Linked DNA regions of Neogale vison: region 1 is linked to region 2. A link is a contact called in public Hi-C data. All regions are on one chromosome and are shown on one strand. The core of a region is the stretch at or near the end of the contact, and the rest is flanking DNA. Distances in the headings are between cores, read along the strand shown. Region 1 holds the start of SMIM29 (small integral membrane protein 29). Region 2 holds the start of RPS10 (40S ribosomal protein S10).

Region 1 (3,100 bases), core at 378-2,877, 170 kb after region 2:
ACACCCCAGTCCTTTCTACACACTGCCTTAGCCAACTGACTGCTAAGACCCCTCCTAGAAGGCCCTCAAGTTATGTGGTCAGAGATTGTAAAGAAGAGGACAGAGGACCTATCATTTGATTCTAACCTCCTTGTAGGGTAGGCTCCACCAGGGAAGGTAGCCCCTTCCCTCTGCCTCAGTTCTGACGGAAGCTTGGGATGAGTGGTCTCCTTAATCTTCAGGCTCAAAAGTCTGAGAACAGCAGGGATCCACCCGTAGCCTCTGGATCCAGGCATTTCTGTCATTCCTTTCCCCTTATCTCTGATTTCCTACCTGTCAGACGATGGTGTCTGAAGGCAAGAGGCCAGAGTTCCCAACAGCCCTCTGGTTCTAGGCTGGTCTATGCAGAGGCATCCAACCTCCTTTTGGAAGGGCCCAAGGAAACAGACCAGACCAGACCAAGTGGCTCAACCATGTCCAAGCCATTGGTTATTTCTGGCAAGAATGAGGTGATCTAGGTTATCCCTTTAACTCCAGTAGCACCCAAGGACCCTGGAGCGCCTCAGCCTGGTTCAGGTCCCACATCTTTTATGTTTCTGGGTGGCTTCCATCACCTGCCAGTCTGGAGCTTTGATAACCGTGTGTGATTTGGGGGGAAAGGTGGGAAGGTCTGGGTACAAAGCTACACACACGTACTTGAAGTAATTGTAGATTCACATGCAGTTGTAAGAAATAAGACACCCCCTTTGCGCTTTGCCTAGCTTCCTCCAATGTTGACATAGCGGGGTATCACAACCAGGATGCGAACATTGGTACAATCCATCAGTCCATCTATGGTGTGTGCCACTGTAATGCTAGACCACTAAAGGTTCCAAATTTACCTACTTAAGTTGCTTGTGGCCCGGGGGTACTGCACCCCGCTACTCCATCAGTGCCCCTGCAAACAGGACGGAGGTTAGTGAGGGATTTTAACAGGGCCTAGTATGTCCTGGACTCCTCATCCACGCGATCGCTTAATCCTCACCAGAACCTGTTTCCAAGACGTTAAGACTGAGGTGCGGAGAAGGGTGGAGGGTGAGTGGGTCTGGCAGGAGCTAACCCAGGCTTGCCTACTCTATCTACCCTCTGAGCACAACCCCGTGGGCCCCTGGGGGCACTAGGAGGCCTGGAAGGCTCCGCAACCACTAATGGAGTCCGTGGAGGCCCCGAGCAGGGTCCCAGCGGCGGAGGGAGCTGCTAGTCGCCGCACGCCGGGACTAAGCTTCAGGGTGTGGCCTGGCCCGACACCTGGGTTCCACCCGGGAGGACGAGGAAGCAACGCCGGGCCGCAGTCCGCAACCAGAGATCCCCCGCGCGGGCGCCCGGCCGGTGTCCGCCCCGGGGAACGCCGGGAAGCTGCCCCGCCCCTCCCCGCGCGCTCTTCTACCCCCGCTGCGCGGCGCTCGCCTGCCCCCTACTGCCGCGGGGTGGGCCCTGCAACCCCGGCCCTCCCCGCCTTCGCCCCGCGCACCCCCCAGCTCCGGATTGGCCGCTCCAGAAGTCTCCCGGCCAGCAGCCTTCCGCCACTGGATTGGCTGCACCCCGGGGCTGAGGCCCCGCCCATTTCCCCGGGTCCTTTGATCACGCGCCTGCCGGCTCTTCCGGGGCCTGGGAGCCAACCGAGGGCGTTCCTGTCCGGGCTGCTGCGGCGGGAGGTAAGGCATGCTCGGGTTGGATGGGCTGCAGAGCGCCGGCGCGGGTCCACGTCTCGGGGTGCCGCGATTCCGGGATGTCCGGGCTCTACCTGCAGCCCCCCAAACTCCCTTCCCCGGCCTGAGGCGCCCAGCGTCGTGGGAACTATACCTCCCACTCGGCGATGCTGGTCCGCATCCTGGGAGCGGCCCGACATCCGCCCCACCTCGGCAGGTCCCTTCGACCGTGGGACGGCGTGCATGCGACCGTGCAAGCTCGGTGCCCCCACGGACACCGGGACAGGTAGTTCATACCTTGTCCCCCAGTGGAGACCCAAGCGAAGCGGGGTCGGGGACTTTGGGGTCTGCGTACAGGAGCCCCTCGGCAGTCTCCTTGCATCTGTCGATGGGAGCTGACCCTCTCACCTCCGCCTGTCAGCCCACGCTAAAAGAGGGGAGGGACCTGGGCGGAGCCCCGGCTGGGGACCAGAGGTAGGTGACATCACCTCGCAGATACCTGCCCACTCGTGTCCGCCCTGGCACGATCACAGTGGAGGAGAGGCTGTCCTGGCTGTATGTCCGCACTCACACCAGGGACAAGGAGGGCACAGAGAAGGCCTGTAGCCTAAGTGGGGGTATTGGACCAGGATTGGGGCAGGCTCCTTCTGATGCTCCTGCCTCACACGGAGGCCCTACAGCGCAGGACCCTCATATATCTGTCAAATCTCCCCCTTTTGCTCCACTGGACAGGTGCTGGCCGCCCAGTGTCCCCAGAGGTTAGAATAGGAGCTCCGAACGTAGATCTAAGCTTTTCCCAGGAGATGGTGCCAGTGTTTGGCCAGCACCAGAGCTGGGCCCCACCCTGGCTTGGGGACAGGAACCGGGCAGCACTTGGCCTCCCCTTGGTGCCCTCCACACCCAGGATTTCCCTGGAGTCACTGGAGGGTTAAGCCCAGCACACTGACCTGGAGGACCCCTCGTCCCAGGGCCTGACCTAAGTTTTGATATATCACCAGCTCTTGGAAAGGGATCCAGAGCTTGGCTGGCACCCTGGGCCAAACGAATCACCTCCCTTTCTCCTCCGCAGGGAGCCTGGTGGAGGCGCCCTCCCGAGGCCCCACTGCCCATGCTGGCGACCCAGCCCTCCAGCTGCCGATGTCATGAGTAACACTACAGTGCCCAATGCCCCCCAGGCCAACAGCGACTCCATGGTGGGCTACGTGTTGGGGCCTTTCTTCCTCATCACCCTGGTCGGGGTGGTGGTGGTTGTGGTAAGGAGCCCCCACGGACACACATACACACACACACACTTTGGCTGGGAGTGGGGGTGGTGGGGCTGGTGAACCTGCACCACTCATCTCCACTGTCCTGCTGTGATGGGTGAAGGGGTAGAGGTGGGTCTCTCATGGGCCGTCCTGGGCTCAGCAGCCTGCACAGCGCTGTGTCTCTGT
Region 2 (3,319 bases), core at 642-3,141:
AAAAGATGCATTTATTTATTTGAGAGAGAGAATGTGTATGAACAGGGGGATAGGCAGAGGGAGAGAGAAAATCTTCAGGCATTCTCCAGGCTGAGCGTGGAGCCCAACTTCTTGCTTGATTCCAGGACCCTAAGATCATGACCTGAGCTGAAATCAAGAGTTGGATACCCAAACAACTGAGCCACCCACGTGTCTCTTAGCCATTATTAAGGATACAGTTTCGGTAGTATTAATTCACATTTTTTGTGCAACCAAGCTCCAGAACTCTTACCACCTTGCAAAATTGACAAATATTTCTTTTTTTTTTTAATAAGATTTCATTTATTTGGGGCGCCTGGGTGGCTCAGTGGGTTAAAGCCTCTGCTTTCGGCTCAGGTCATGATCTCAGGGTCCTGGGATCAAGCTCTGCATCAGCCTCTCTGCTCAGTGGGGAGCCTGCTTCCTCCTCTCTCTGCCTGCCTCTCTGCCTACTTGTGATCTCTCTCTGTCAAATAAATAAATAAAATCTTTAAAAAAAAGATTTCATTTATTTATTTGACAACGATCACAAGTAGGCAGAGAGGCAGGCAGACAGAGAGGGGAATGCAGGCTCTCCACTGAGCAGAGAGCCCAATGTGGGGTTCAATTCCAGGATCCTGGGATCATGACCAGAGCCTAAGGTAGAGGCTTTAACCTACTGAGCCACCCAGGTGCCCAGAAATATTTCTTTTTAAATAATAAGACCACAAAAATATACTTGAAAAACTAGGTGAATATTTATATAATGCTGAGATGCTGAGTGACTTTTCAAACATTGTACCAAAGTCTGAAACCATAAAGATTTGGATATAAAGAAATGTGAAACTTCCATTTCAAAATATCATGAAAATAAAAACAAATGAAAAAATGGGGTAAATTCTTGAAGAAGTATGTGACAAAGGATTAACAGCTTTTATATGTAAAAAGTGATTTCAAATCAATAGGAAAAAACTTTCAATAAGAAAACTGATGGTGGAAATGAACCATTAATAAAAGAAGGAATACAAAAGATGAGCTGCATAAGTAGTCAATGAAAATGAATTAAAAGAGCAATTAAATTAATATTTCTTACTATCGGACTGACAAAAAATGAATAAGAATATTATCCAATCCTAGCAGGATTAATAGGAATGTGAGCCTTGTTAGTCACCATTGCCTAGAATGAAATTGATAATGCCTTCCTGGAAATCAATGCAGACTGTGTCAAAAATGTACAAATGTGTGCTTTGTTACTCAATAATTACAACTTCCAGGAGCATATTCTAACGAAAATAGTAGACAATTGTGCACATATGTGTGTGGTATTATTACTGATAATAGTGAATGGCTTTAAAAATATATATCCAGTCATAGGGTATTGATTAAACTATCCTACAGAGGACTACTGTCATTACAAATTAGATATTAACTAACATGAAATTACGATGTATTGTTAAGTGGAAAAACACAGGTCACCAACCACATCTTACATAATACAGGTATGTATTTTTCTCAAATACATACATATATTTGCTTGGGTGCGTTTTAGTTTGGAAAAACATATACCAAAATGTGAATGGCCATTCTCTTTAGCCTATAGGATTCTGTTTCATTCTTTTATCTCTGTTACTGTTCTGTCTATTTATTCTCTCCCCGCTCAAAAAACATCTATTACTTCCATGATAATGTTAATTTGTCGATAAGAAATAAAGAAGTGGCGTGCTTCTAAAGTGCCTGTCCAAGCATAAAAGTAACCATGCTCCGAACAAGCACGCAGGCTCACAGGTTCCAGCGAGGGTTCCCACGTGCGATTCTGGTCGGGGAGGTCAGCGTCCGCGGCCGCCTCCGATCCAGCCCCTTTTAGGCACCTCCGAGGCCACCCCAGGCGGCCCGCGGGTCCTCGCGGGGGGCGGAGCACGCCAGCCCGGAAGAGACGCCGCGCCGCGTCGCGCATGCCCTTTCCTTTCCAGCTCCGGCCCCGGACGTAGCAGCCGCCGAGGTGCGTTTCTCCGCGGTCCAATTTCCATCGGTGTCCATCCTGGTTTTCCAGCTGTCGTAGTCGCCGCTTGTCCCCGGCGTCGGGACGGGGGAGCCACTGTGGCTCCCCCGCGCGCCCATTTCTGGATAGATGGGCCGGGGGCGCACTTCGCGGGGGGCGGTGGGGAGCTGGTAGAAGATTGGCGGCCGGTTGGCGGAGGTCGAGGCGGGGAGGATTGAAACCCTGGTGCCGCGGCGACTCTTTTGGCGAGGTTAGGGAGACTGCGGCCCCCTTGCCCGCCTTTGTTTCGATACGGAGTCCCTCATCCCTGACCGCCTCCTGGTCTGGTCCTGGAGCTCTGGTTTGGGGGAAAGAGTGGTAGGGGATGAGGGTGCGAAGGCCTTGGCCCTTTGGTTTGGGGTCAGCGGCCTGTCACGAAGGGAGGGCTCCCCTCCAGGCCCACCCTGCGTCCTTGCCCCTGGAAGTATTCCGCGCTAGGTACAGTTGCTGGTGTTAACCCAAATAGTCCGGGAATACAAGGTTTGCTGCCCCCCGCCCCTACGTTATATTTCTGTGGGTGTGAGAGTAAAGTCTGTAGCGAGCAGTTACCCTACTCCTGTTTTGCTCAAACATCATGGCAAGTTTTTCCTCCAGGGTGTTTGAGAGGTGGAGGAGGGTAGCCAGTTTTGCAGGGTTTGAAGCTCTCTCTGCATGTTTATCACGGTGTGGTTTGAGGTACCCGCCCTTTGGACTGGGATTCCCTGGGGATCGTTCTGGGGTCCTGAACTTGGTTGCTGGGCCCTGGCTTCATTGCTCAGAAATGTTCTGATGATATGCTTCCTTCCAGATGTTGATGCCCAAGAAGAACCGAATTGCCATTTATGAACTCCTTTTCAAGGAGGGAGTGATGGTGGCCAAGAAGGATGTCCACATGCCCAAACACCCTGAGTTGGCAGACAAGAACGTTCCCAATCTTCACGTCATGAAGGCCATGCAGGTAGCCTGGGGGCTGCTTGAGTGGGGTGCAGATGGAGGGATTTTCCACTAAATGTTCGAGGCACATTCCAAGGAGAGGTCAGGACAGCCAGAGCTGCTTGCTGCCTTGAAGGGCGCTGAGGTAGATACACCATGAAAACTCGTCTATGCAATTTAGCTTCCTTTTGCGCCAAGCTTCTCGATTGAAGCCTCTGGTTCTGTCCTGATAGTTGTTTTCTGTCTTCCAGTCTCTCAAATCACGAGGCTACGTAAAGGAACAGTTTGCCTGGAGACATTTCTACTGGTACCTTACCAACGAGGGTATCCAGTATCTGCGTGATTACCTCCACCTGCCCCCTGAGATTGTGC

What was found. A called contact is a pair of places that touch in the nucleus more often than the background predicts.
Region 1: a Hi-C map of muscle shows a contact between it and region 2, with 5 times the contacts expected there. The contact joins the promoter of SMIM29 here to the promoter of RPS10 in region 2. A contact is called at or near these places in 2 of 3 Hi-C or Micro-C datasets (fibroblasts and muscle).

Annotation. Positions count from the first base shown.
Region 1 is chr1:118,418,952-118,422,051 of ASM_NN_V1, forward strand. It overlaps SMIM29 (small integral membrane protein 29), which reads left to right and starts at 1,628. Exons shown (of 5, transcript XM_044255081.1): 1 at 1,628-1,673; 2 at 2,737-2,920. The coding sequence starts at 2,810.
Region 2 is chr1:118,250,368-118,253,686 of ASM_NN_V1, forward strand. It overlaps RPS10 (40S ribosomal protein S10), which reads left to right and starts at 1,892. Exons shown (of 6, transcript XM_044255058.1): 1 at 1,892-1,996; 2 at 2,823-2,972; 3 at 3,199-3,319. The coding sequence starts at 2,823.